2 separate regions of the Sus scrofa genome follow, and region 2 is linked to region 1. The links are chromatin contacts, called in public HiChIP or PLAC-seq maps. All regions are on one chromosome and are shown on one strand. The core of a region is the stretch at or near the end of the contact, and the rest is flanking DNA. Distances in the headings are between cores, read along the strand shown. Region 1 holds the start of ARID5A (AT-rich interactive domain-containing protein 5A). Region 2 holds the start of ITPRIPL1 (inositol 1,4,5-trisphosphate receptor-interacting protein-like 1).

Region 1 (6,443 bases), core at 2,648-5,147:
ACTCCCTCACTCCCGCCAGTTCCCCAAAGGCCCAACGCTATTCTTGGCCTTTTCTAAAAGAGGCATTTGAAGCCGTGAGCCAATTTTTTCCATTCCTGAGCTTGGGTATCGTCTATTTCGGGCGTTTGTTGTTTTCCATGAGTTGCGAATGCCACTGTGAAGCCGGCCTTTCCTGGACAGCGAGCACAAGGGAGCGCGGCAGGAGCCAGGCGGGGCCAGCGGTTAAAAATACTTCCCGCTTCATTTCTCCTTTGAAAACAAAGCCCTGGGGGCCTTTTGCAACTGCTGAGCCTGGGAACGGAGTTTCCCAGAGCAGAAAGCTGGCTGTGCGTTGTTTTCAGAGAGCACTGGATAGCTGTGTGGGTCCCAGAAGCATGGGCACAATATGGACTTGCTGTGTGACTTCTGGTGCTCACTTAACATCTCTGGGCCTGCTGGCTGCCTCTGCAAAACGAGGCCGGTGGAAAGAAGATCTTGAATGGTCCCTCAAGTTCTGAGAGCTCCCGGATGAGGACCACCCCCCAGGACCAGGTTTTCTTCCTAGAATTGAGCCACCAAGGGGTGCTGGCTGGGAGGTGGAGGTAGGACTTGGAGAAGGCAGCTTTTTAGCTCAGTCTCTGGGACTATTTTGTGAGCTCAGAGCCCTGGACATGTTCTAAAGTGGTCCAGAATGTTCTCAGACGAGTCATGTAATTGCAAAAAGACCAAGCACCATGAAGAGCAGATTAAATAAAGGCTGTAGTAGACCCACCCCAAGTCACGCACCCTCACAGCAGAGAGAAGCAGGTCTGTTAGGACAAGAAAAGAATTTCCAAGTGACTGGCTGAAAAAACATGTTGCAGAATGGAACAATTAAAATTGTATCACTTTTAAGAAAACACACATAAAACAAAGTTTCTTATTTTTCTATACTCTGTCCTTAAGAAAATACATAGGAAAGTTCTGGAAAATTTTACCCAGTCTGATCATAGTTCTTATCTCTGGATTGGGGAAGGAACTGAATTTGGAGTGTGTCAGAAAGGACTGATTTATTTGAAATGTCTTTACAAGAAGGATGTGTTCATTAGTGGCTTTTAAAAAATTTATTTAATTTTATTTATTTAATTGAGACACAGACATTGAGGGCCTAGGCGACTGCTCTCAGGCCATCCTAGGCTGGGGTCAGATGGCTGGAGGATGCGGGAGGAGGGTGGCTTTGGGCAGGAGGTGGAGGTGTGAGAGATAGTAGCTTGAGCAATGGATGTGTTTATGCTTTTAGGGAAGCAAATGGAGAGGTCATTCCTTTGTAAGATTTATTGGCTGTTGTAAATTACTTTCTATTGCAAACAGTTGCCCCAGGAGGCAATTAAATTTAGATCAGATTGTTCCCAGGTTGGCACAGGCAGGTGTTGACTTGCTGAGGCTTTGCACAACAGCCGCTGTCTGTAAATTGTGCTGGGCTGCCTGGATGGCGAATCACTCTGTCCTGTGTGGGATGAGCTGCTGCTTTGTCAGGCAGTGAGTCCCTCATCAGAAGGGGTATCCAGTCCTGCAGGTGGGATTGGCCTAGACTGAGCCAGTAAGGGGCAGTTTCCAGGTCACCATCCTGAACCTTGGGCAAACAATCCTTATGGAATGGACCAAAGTGAGCCTCATAAACCTTCCTAATGGGATTTTGCTGTGGAATCCGCCCCCCCCCCAAAAAAAAAAACTCTACTGGCGCTCTGGTAAGCTAGGAAGAGGGGTGCACTGTTATAATCACCATTATAACAATTGTTCCAGGCTGTTGCTTAACTATTGTTGATACTGTGTCTGTTACCAAGTCTCTATGCATTGGCTTTTACAAACCAACCTGTGATGAGGTAGACGAGGAAGCCGCAGTGTTGTCCACTCTGGGCTGAGCCTGGAGAGATCTTCCATCCTAGAGCCAAAGGATAAGGGCCAGGATTTCAGGGCCACCCACCTACAGCCCTGGTCCATTTGTTTAAGGTGACGGCTGAGTGGTAATGAATGCAAACAGGGTTGGTGGGTGTCTGGGTGCAAGGGCTCCTTAACCATCTGTAGCTCCAGTCTTAGCTTTGCTCTTCAGTTCCAGCTAGCACAGGACATCTCGCTGGCTCACCTTGTTCTCACCAGCACTCTCACGTCTTCCCCTTTACACATTTTCCTCCTCAGGCCATGGCCTCTGATTCAAGAGATGCCTGAGGGGAATGGTTAAGGCCACCTGTTCTAGAGCCCAAATGCCTGGGTGTAGCTCAGGCTCCACCACTTACCAGCCATCTCACTTGAGCTAATTAACCTTCAGAACCTCAGTTTTACTCTGTAAAATGATGACAATGATGGTGTAAATGAAATGCAAAGAGCTCTTTGTATTAAGCTAATCAAGAGAGAAATGGACAAAACACTGTAAATCAACTATAATGGAAAAAATAAACTTAAAAAAACCCCTAATCAACAGAAGTTCCTGTTCTGGTTTAGCAGGTTAAGAATCCCCCTAGTATCCATCCGTGAGGATACAGGTTCAATCCCTGGCCTCGCTGGGTTTAAGGATGCTGCATCGCCACAAGCGCTTGGATCTGGTGTTGCTGTGGCTGTGGTGTAGGCTGGCAGCAACAGCTCCAATTCCACCCCTAGCCTGGGAACTTCCATATGCCTCAGGTGTGGCCCTAAAGAAAAAGAAAAAAAAAAAGAAAAAATTAATCAACAAAAATCTGTGCGTGCCTACTTTGTGTTAGGAACAGGGCTCGATGCTGAGAGCGTGGATCTTTTTTCAAATTGTGGTGAAATATATATAACATAAAATTTACCATTTTAACCATGTTTAAGCATACAGTTCAGGGATATTAAGTATATTCATATTGTTGTGCAACCATCCCCACCATCCCCCTCCTGAACCTTTTCATCTTGCAAAACTGAAACTCCGTGCTTATTAAACACTAACTCCCTATTTCCCCTCTCCCAAGCTCCTGGCAAAGAACCATCCTATTTGTTTCTATGAATTTGACACCAGTACTTTATGTAAGTGGAATCACACAATATTTGTCCTTTGTGTCTTTTTTTTTTTTTACTTAATATCTTGTCTTCGAGGTTCATCCATGTTGTATGTGTTGGAATTGTCCTCCTTTTTAAGGCTGAGTGATATTCCATTGTATGTCCATATCGCAGTTAACCCATTCATCCCTCAGTGGACACTGGGTTGCTTCCACCTTTTGGCTACTGTGAATGATGCTTCCAGACCTTGGGCTCTCAAACCTGAGCCTCAGATGTGACTTGGACGGTGGAGTGAATACAGCCAAAGCCCTGCTGCAGTTGGCTCAGCATCTCCTCAGGCCCATGCTCCATCAGAAGCTTCACTCTCATCTCCCCAGAGCCATGCCCTCTCTTTAGATGGCTCACTTTGTAGCTGCCCTATCTTTGAGACATTGTGGACACTAGCCACTGCCAGCAGGTTTCCTGTCCCAGGCATTTCTGGGACCCCACAGAGCTTTAGCCAAGGATGTGCTAATTCGGTCTGGGGTCCTCATTCAGCTAATACCAACCATCTCTACTTCTGTGTTGGGCTAGGAGGGACAGTGGGAGATATCTTCCGCCTAGTTCAAGTCAGAAGCACTTTGTTCACTGCCCCATTGCCCTACGGAGGGAGCAAGGAAGATTTTTCCAAGACTCGAGTTTTGCTTCCGTTGGCACCAGGCAGCAGTGACTCCAGGCTGTCCTGCCTGAGCCCCTCCAGGTGGGAAACCTACTTCTGCAGCCCAGGTCGCTGAGCCTGGGGAGTAAGAAGAGCACACTACAACTCCCAGAGTTCCTCAGGCTCGGGGGGCGGCCCCCTACCCCTCGGGGGAGAATCGGACCCGCCAACCGGAGCCCACAGTGGGACAGGGGCGGGGCCAGGCAGGGCTGGGCGGGGCGGGGCCACGGGGAGGCGGCTGGCGATCCGTGCCTCCAGCCAGTTGCGCGCAGAGCGCAGAGTAGGGACGTCGGTCTGTGCGGAGGGTCTCGGCAGGCGCCGCGGCACCTCGCTGGGCCATGGGTGAGTGTCTCTGCGGCCCGGGACGGGGGTGGCGGCCCCGCGGGATGGGGAGGTTGCTGTGCCAGGTCAGCCCCGGTGCTCGTAGTCGTAGGTGCTGCCTTGGGGGGCGGAACCCGGCGGAGGAAGGACTCGGGGGGCGAGGGCGTGGGGACCTAGCCTGGCCTGGGGCACCCGCGCCCTCTGCCCGGCGCGGGAGGGTGAGGCCGGGTGTCGGCGCGTGCTCTTCGAAAAAAGGAAAGACAAAAAGTTTTGGCGGCCTGGGGCTTCCCGGGCGTTTATCTCGAAACTCTTCTCGTCGTCTCTTGACTGAAATTTACCAAGTCCTGTACGGTTCTGTCATCCCACTTCCTGCTGTGGTTTCAATCTCGAGCTGGTCTCAGCTAATTTGTTGTGACAGCTGTCCGCAGCAGTTCTCTGCCTGCAGCACCCCCCCGCCGCCCTCCCACCCCCTCCCCCGTCACATCCCGGCGGTTCTCAGAACCCGCCGGCGCCGCCGAGAAGAGGCACCCGGGTCCTTTGGGCGCGCGGGGCGCTTTCCACTGGCGGCCGCTGTTTCCTGAAAGTGACTCTGCGCGGATTTTGAAGAACTTGCTCAATGCATTTTGAAGAATCAACTGTTCCTCTTTCAGCCGATCCTTCGGCGGTTACCCGCTCCTCGCCCCCTACCCTTTCTCTTTTCTCTTCCTTTTTTTTTTCTTTTCTTCTCTAGTCTCTCTTCTTGTCTCCGGTCCACCCTCCTCTGCCCCCCACCTCCGGCAGAAAAGAAGTAGCTTCACTCTTTGTTCCTCTTTCCTTTATTTCTTTTCTATCCCCTCGGGTCTTCAGAAGGGACAGGGTGGCTCCCCGGGAGTGACGCTGGCGAAGAGCAGAGATGCGCGGTGCGGGCTGCGAGCGTCAGAGGAGAGGTGTTTGGCTTCGACCTCAGTCTGAGCCGTGGACCACAATCCGGCGGCTGCCTCACCAGGGTCCCTGCGCACAGTGTTCTGGGGGCGCGGCTGGGCCAGGTGCACGTCCTCCAGCCCCAGGGACGCTGGGGTAGGGGTGGGGATGGCCAGTGCTGCACTCGGGAGGGCTCAGGGTGTGGGTGTGGGGTCACAGGGCTGGTCAGACCCAGGTTCCCTTTGTTCGCGAGGTCGTCAGCTAGTGAGCAGGGGTCTTCGGGCTGAGGGGAGGATAAAAGGTGCTTCTTGCTTCATCCGGATCCTCATTGTTGGGGATGTGGGGTCTCTGTGGCCACAAGCCATGCTAGGGCAGAGGAAGGGTAAGAGATGGCAGCTAGTGGGTTGGGCCACCATCTGTACAAGCCCTGAGGAACATTCTCGGACCTAGGACTTGGAGTCCCGTAGAGCTAGGAAGGACCGCAGACAACCAGTGCTTCCTTCTTTGATTTAGAGTGTGAGAAGCAGCGGCTTAGACATTAGCCCTGCGGCAGTGAGAATGAATCTAGCTTCTAAGACCTTGCCCCCTCTCCCTTCCCTGTGGTCTCCTGTTTCCCAGGTGGGCCATGGCCTGGGATAACCCACCCTCCTTCTTGGACCTTGCTTTACTGGCTTGGAGAGCCACCCTGGGGGGCTGCAGGAAGGGAATGGACACACTGAGAAGCAAAGGAGTGCCTCCAGCTGAGGTCAGGCAGCCTTCCTCTGTCCTGCCTGTACCTCTACCATTGGGCCGTGTCTTGGACAAGCCACCACCAAGCTTTGTTTCTCCACAGGTTACTTTATGGGGACACAGGAAACAGTCCATAGATGGAGCTGTTACAGTTATCATCAGGTGTCACCCAGACTTGGAGAGGAGGGACAGTGGGGATTCAGCCTCATCCCCAAATAGGGTCATTAGGATATTCCCTAACTGGCTTAAAGAGAGACCAAATCTCAGCAGGGCTTGGGAGACAGTAGTCTCATTTGGTGCCCCCATGACCCCACTTTTCTAGACTCAAGGCTGTCATCTTGGCCCCAGCTGCTCCCAGACCCTGTCCCCACTTCCCCCCGGCTGAGACACTGAGGCAGGGCACAAGCTACACCCATGGCTTCCATGTCCAGGCCATCTGACTGTCCTCAGTGCTGGCTGGAGCACAGCCCTTGGCAGGTCCCCCCTCCCCAAACCTGGGCTCCCACCCTGGAGCAAGCTCCGCACAGATACTCGGCCAGGCAGCCTGGCTCCTGGGCCACAGAGTGGACTGGCCGCTTCAAAAGCTGTCTTTGTTTTAGCTCCAGCTTGAGCAAAGAGAAACTTAAGCCAACAACCTCAGGCGAGGAGGAGGTGTGGCCCTGTCTGCTGGTTGTTATTGAAGCTGCCTTTACCATTATTGTCGTAATTGACACAGTGCTCCCAGTGGGTGACTTTTCATGAAAGGAAGTGTTGCTTCCTTCCTATCACACTGAGGGTGAATGAGGCCTGGGGGGCGGGGGTGCAGGAGAGAGAGAGAGAGACAGAG
Region 2 (6,443 bases), core at 1,367-3,866, 190 kb before region 1:
AGAATCAATAAGATGTAACAAATTGTGAGGACATATTTATATAGTTACACTGTCTTTTAACCAATTTATGCATTTTATATTTTACTTATTTTCAGAGGGTGTATTATTTTTGTTATTCTTACCAGTTGTTATTCTTTTTATTATGCTATATAAAATATTTAATGGTATATAAGGCTTTCTTCTTTATAAATTTTAGTTGCATAATATACACAATTTTATTTTATTTTTTTGTCTTTTTGCCATTTCTTGGGCTGCTCCTGCAGCATATGGAGGTTCTCAGGCTAGGGGTCTAATTGGAGCTGCAGCTGCCAGCCTACGCCAGAGCCACAGCAATGTGGGATCTGAGCTGCGTCTGCAACCTACACCACAGCTCATGGCAACGCTGGATCATTAACCCACTGAGCAAGGCCAGGGATCGAACCCGCAACCTCATGGTTCCTAGATGGATTCGTTAACCACTGCGCCATGATGGGAACTCCCACAATTTTAATATAATGCTAATTTTTAAAGAAAAATTGAAATGTAATAGATAATACTAAATAGTAAAGATGAAAGCCAAACAAAATGGGATAAAACATAGAATAAATTTCCTATTTGTCTCAGCATATTTTCCATTCCACTTCTCCAGAGGGAGACACTTAATCTGTTTCTTAAGCTCCATGATATAATCATCTGTCTGAATGTAATTGTGTTTAAATATATGTATTTTATTCTGTAAAAAAATATTCTGTGATAATCTATGTGGGAAAAGAACGAGAAAGAGAATGGATGTGTGTACATGTATAACTGAATCTCTTTGTTGTATAGCAGAAATTATCACAACCTTGTAAATCAACTATACTTCAGTAAATTTTTTTAACAAATGAAAACAAAAACAAAAACAAAGTATCTGGCATTGCCACCCCTGTGGCTTAGGTTGCAACTGTGTTTTGGATCTGATCCCTGGCCTAGGAACTCCATGTGCCGCGGGGCAGCCAAAAAAGAGAAAAAACAAAAAACAAAAAACCCAAAAACCAAACCCTTTGTTGATTATGAATACACACCTTTACACTCATGGTTTTAACACATTGTTTTGCCCACTCTGAAATGTATTTTTCTTCTTTCTTTTCGTCATGTTAGTACCACACTTGTGGCATATGGAAGTTTCCCAGGCTAGGGGTCAAATCTGAACTGCAGCCCCCTGCTTACATCACAGCGCCAGCCACAGCAATGCCAGATCTGAGCCACATCTGCGACCTACACCGCAGATAACGGCAACTCCAGCCAGATCCTTAACCAGTGAGCAGGGCCAGGGATTGAACCTGCAACTCATGGATACTAGTCAGGTTCATTACCACTGAGCCACAACAGGAAAAATGTATTTTTCTCACCCCGACATTGTCATATCTTAAATTTTAACATAATAATTTCATTTTCACTGCTCGATTGCACTAATGCTTAGTCATAGTAGTATTAGCCTGTGGTCTATTTTTCATCCTACAAGTTTATAAAAAGTAACTTTGGAACTTCAGTTGTGTTAGCCAGAAGACAGTCTTTCCCCTTTCACAATAAAATAAGACCATATTTTTGGAAGTGCTGTCCAAGTTGTTTGATGGCCCACCCCCCTGTGCTGCCACTGGATAAGGAGGCATATTGATTGTCTTTCAGCAGGGCTTTAACTGTTAAATGATTACTTCCTTTTCTCCTTGGATAGGTGACACAGGATAGGAAGACTGAGGCTCTTTCTGAGATTCTAATGCTTATTTTCAAAAAAACAAAAACAAAAACTAAAAACAACCCACACGCAGGTTCTATCCCTGGGCTTGCTGAGTGGCTTAAGGATCCGGTGCTGCCTTGAGCTGTGGTGTAGGTCGCAGGGGCGGCTCGGATCTGGCGTTGCTGTGGCTGTGGCTGTGGCCGGCAGCAGCAGCTCATATTCACCCCTAGCCTGGGGAATATCCATATGCCGCAGGTGTGGCTTTAAAAAGACAAAACAAACAAACACCCCCCCCCACTCGATTGGCATTTCTTAGCAAATTATAAGCTTGCCCTTGTCCACCCTTTACAAATTCTCTTTTACACACCCGTTTCATCAACTAGGCTACTCTGTATATTTAGGATTCTTATTCCCATGTGGCTAACGAGTAGCGAGTAAGGCCCCAGAGTAGGTCTTTTGGGAGCTGTCTGGTCCTTTCAGGATAGGAGAAAGAGGCTGAGGAAAGACACCTGAGTCTGGGCGTCGGCTGGAGGTGAGGCACATTGAGGTTGCTGAAAACACACTTCATCTGCTGTACCGTTTTGTGCAGCGCCAGCACTAAGTAGGAAAGACGTCACCAGGATACTTCTTGGTTATGTCACCACCGTCCTCACTCTAAATTCCCATTAAGTACATTGAACCTAGCTAAGTGAAGCTCAGCCCCCTGAAGTGCCCCCTTGCGCCACCCTAGGGAGGCTGAGCGTCTGCTCTTGAGCGCCCGTGGGCAGCGGGTCTTTGGCCGCAGCCACTCGGCAGGGTCTTGGAAGCCGAGGCAGCGGACAGGGGGCGCGCGCAGACGAAGAGGGTCACCCGGCCCCAGGGCGGGGCTCTCGCTGAGCGCTTGCTGGGCCGCGGGCATTTGGGTGGGCGGAGCTAGGCGGGGCTGGGCGGATCCTGGACGGCGGGAGCCGCTTGTCCCGCTGGGGCCCTCTGAGTCGCGCGCTGCACGGGTGGGGTCTCGGGGGCCCGCAGCACACAGACGATAGGACGCTGGGATAAACATGGTGTGCAACCCGGGAGAGGGGAGCGGGGCCACTCCTTCGGGCGGACCCGTCGAGGAATCCGGAGCCCCCACCGCGCCGGAAAGAAGGCGGGGGCTGTCAGGCCGCGCGGGCTCTTTAAGACCATGTTCCTGCTAACACAGACGGTGAGTAACCTGGCCCCAGGTCCCGGGAGAAACCCTGAATTGGCTTGGTCTAAATAGGCGGATGAGAGTTCAGGTCTGTGGGCGTGGAATTTGAGGAAGTTATGAAGGGGGGGGGGCGTCACATGGCTTTGAGCCAAAGCCCCCAGGTACCTTGTAAATTTTAACAGGGCTCCTGGAGAGGGCGGTGAGACTAAGCAAGCACAAGTTCCAAAGGGAGGAGAGTCCCCCACCTGGCTTCAGCGCCCCCTCGGCGTAGTCCTTCATATCCCGGTAAGCTCGTGAACAGGTGGGCTGAAGGCAGGAAGCTTCAGGCCTCTGTGGTGGGTGGGGAGGCAGAGGAACCGAGTGCTGTGGGCTCTCAGGAGGCCTTTGGCATCTGGTTCTTCACGAAGTTTCCTAGGCTGAGAGGAGGTGGAGCTGTGCCTGCCTTTGGGCCTGGCCCACGGATGGGGCATCTGGCAGCCCCCTGAGGACCTGAGAGAGCACAGCAGCAGCAGTGGAGAGGTGACAGGCCGCCCAATGCCTCCTTGGCTCCCACTGGGGGGTTGGCCCACTGGGCACAAGGAGGGGAAGAAGTTGAGTGCTCTGATGACACAGTGTGAGCAGAATGAGGCTTGTGAAGTCACAGAGGAAGAAGGATGCTGCAGCAGGCCCGGGGCCGACAGCCTGGCAAGAGGAAAGGTGTTACCCAGGCAGACTAGTGCTTTCTGCCCGTGGAAGGGAGCCTCTGGGATTGTCAAGGCACACCTGGTGCCCATGGTGGACTGATGAGTCGGGTGAGGCCACCCTAGCACAAGGGTTCCCCTCCCCATCCTACACAGGAATGAAAACAGTTCCATGTCCACATTCTGGAAGCCTAAATACCACCCACACCATGTGGAAGGAAAGCAGTAGAGAGACTGGGTAGCACATCCTGCTGCCCCCTTTTCCCCAAAGCTTCTCCTGGGCAGACCGACCACCCTTGCTCTGTCCAGTCCCAGCTCTGTGAGCTTTCTGTTCCTTCTGGGTAGCTGACTTCCAGGATTTGGGGTTCCAGGGCTCTGGGAATATGAGTCCCAAAGATCACTACTGACTCCCACCCTCCTACTTCTCCAGATGCAGAGGCCTCCATGGCTGTGATAAGCCTTCTGTTCTTGGCAGTGATGTATGTTGTTCACCACCCCTTGATGGTCAGTGACCGGATGGACCTGGACACACTAGCCAGAAGTCGGCAGCTGGAGAAGCGATTGGGCGAGGAGATGCGCCAGTTAGAGATAGAGTTTGAAGAGAGGAAGCGGGCAGCAGAGGAGAAGCAGAAGGCAGAGAATTTCTGGAGAGGAGACACATCCAGTGACCAGTTAGTGCTGGGGAAGAAAGACAGGGGGTGGCCATTCCAGACCGAGGGCCAGGAGGGGCCGCTGGGCTGGATGCTGGGAAACCTGTGGAACGCTGGCCTCTTTTGCTTTTTCCTCATCTTTGAGCTCCTGCGACAGAACATGCAGCATGAGCCGGCCTTTGATTCCAGTAGCGACGAGGAGGAGGAGGTCCGTGTCATGCCTGTCACCTCCTATAACTGGCTTACTGACTTCCCCTCGAGAGAGGCCCTGGAAGCCTTTTACAGATATCATGTCCAGAATGTCACCCGAGACCTGCCCTGCACCTGCGAGTTTGTGGAGAGCTTTGTGGACGACCTCATTGAGGCCTGCCGGGTGCTCAGCCGCCGAGAGGCTCACCCACAGCTAGAGGACTGCCTGGGCATCGGGGCTGCCTTTGAAAAATGGGGAACCCTCCATGAGACCCAGAAATTTGACATCCTGGTGCCCATTGTCCCCCCCCAGGGCACTATGTTTGTGCTGGAGATGAGGGATCCAGCCCTAGGTCGCCGCTGTGGCTGCGTGCTGGTGGAGTCAGAATGTGTGTGCAAGCGCGAGAAGCTTCTGGGGGATGTGCTGTGCCTGGTGCACCATCACAGGGACCACTCGGCCCTTGTGGGCAAGTGCAACAGCTCCATCAAGGCGGCGCTCTGCACGGGCTCCCACCTGGATGTGTGCAAGACCGTGCAGTGGTTCCGGAACATGGTGGGCAATGCCTGGGCCCTTGTAGCCCACAAGTATGACTTCAAGCTCAGCCTGCCGCCGTCCACCACCTCCTGCAAGCTCAGGCTGGACTACCGCTCTGGCCGCATCCTTTCAATCCGCCTGGTCCTGGGGGTGCAACGGGAAGATACCTTGGTCTACCTGGTGAGTCAGGCCCCTGACCAGGAACAGCTCACCAGCGTGGACTGGCCTGAGTCCTTTGCAGCCTGTGAGCACCTGTTCTTGAAGCTGGTCGGGCGTTTTGCTCCAGAGAATACCTGTCACCTTAAGTGCCTCCAGATCATTTTGAGTCTCCGGGACCTTCAGAGTTTACCCAAGGGAGCATCCCGCCCCATCCTCACTTCTTACCACTTCAAAACTGCCCTCATGCACCTGTTGCTTCGGCTGCCCCTCACAGACTGGCAGCACAGTATGCTCTCCCAGCGGCTCCAGGACATCCTCTGGTTCTTGGGCCGAGGCCTCCAGCAGAGGTCTCTCCATCATTTCCTCATCGGTAACACCTTCCTGCCCCTGACCATCCCCATTCCTAAGACATTTCGGAATGCTGAGCCCATCAATCTCTTCCAGCACCTGGTGCTGAATCCCATGGCACATTCCCAGGCAGTAGAAGAGTTCCACAACCTTCTGACCCAGGTGAAAACTTTGCCCTGTGCCTCCTTGGCAGAGGCACATTAATGTACAGGCCATTAAAAAGGGGGAGAAGGTATTTCTGATTCCTCAGGCTGCAAAAGAGTTTATTCTTCAGACGTATCAGCGGTGTATGGGACTTTCACCTTGCCAGTGGGGGCTATGATCCATTAAGACACTTGGAGGAGTACAGGAAGTGGTCAGGAGGAGGGGTCCAGCCTGCAGGGCCTAGTCTAGGGTAGGTCTTCTGAGGTTTTCTTCTCTTACCTTTCATCATGACCCAAAGAGGACCCAGGGAAATGGATGTTATGGGAGGATCTTGCTGCTAAAGAGTTGAGATCCAGTGGGGGCCTGTACAGGTGTGCTTTGTAGAAACACTGGACGTGAAAGAACCAGGAGTACCTCCATTCCAGCTTAATTCCTTTTTTGTGAATGACTCCCAGCACACCTCTTGTAAACTGGCTTCCTTATTGAACTCTTAGCCTAATTCATGTCCAAGCTGGTAGCATTCTATTGTATTCCAAATACTGTGATGGCAGCTTCTTGTATTTTAGGATCTAATTTTTCAGACCTTCACTCTTTGAGTTTATAACCAAGATGCTTACTTTCCATTTTCTTAAGTACCCTTGTTTTCATATGATATGTGAAATATAATATAGCCATTTTATGCATTTGAAAAAAACTCCAATACTACCCCAAATAATTTATTAGCATTGATTCACAAACATTAAATCAACAGTGGCTTGTTCCATAACTGATATAATGTAATTAATATCGCCAGCATCTGATGACCTCCTCAGTGCCTGGAAGCAATTATAAAACCTTTTAGGAGGACAGTCCCTTGCAGGAGGGTACAGGG

Evidence for each region. HiChIP or PLAC-seq counts read pairs in DNA pulled down with a chosen protein or histone mark.
Region 2: a contact with region 1 is called in an H3K27ac HiChIP or PLAC-seq map of skeletal muscle, with 3 times the contacts expected there. The contact joins the promoter of ITPRIPL1 here to the promoter of ARID5A in region 1. A contact is called at or near these places in 1 of 47 Hi-C or Micro-C datasets (epiblast stem cells) and 2 of 2 datasets of contacts at active chromatin or transcription factors (alveolar macrophages and skeletal muscle).

What each region holds. Positions count from the first base shown.
Region 1 is chr3:46,711,575-46,718,017 of Sscrofa11.1, reverse strand. ARID5A (AT-rich interactive domain-containing protein 5A) reads left to right here and starts at 3,897. Exons shown (of 6, transcript XM_021087092.1): 1 at 3,897-4,009.
Region 2 is chr3:46,898,018-46,904,460 of Sscrofa11.1, reverse strand. ITPRIPL1 (inositol 1,4,5-trisphosphate receptor-interacting protein-like 1) reads left to right here and starts at 2,616. Exons shown (of 2, transcript XM_021087097.1): 1 at 2,616-2,882; 2 at 3,978-6,443. The coding sequence starts at 3,992. The coding sequence ends at 5,632.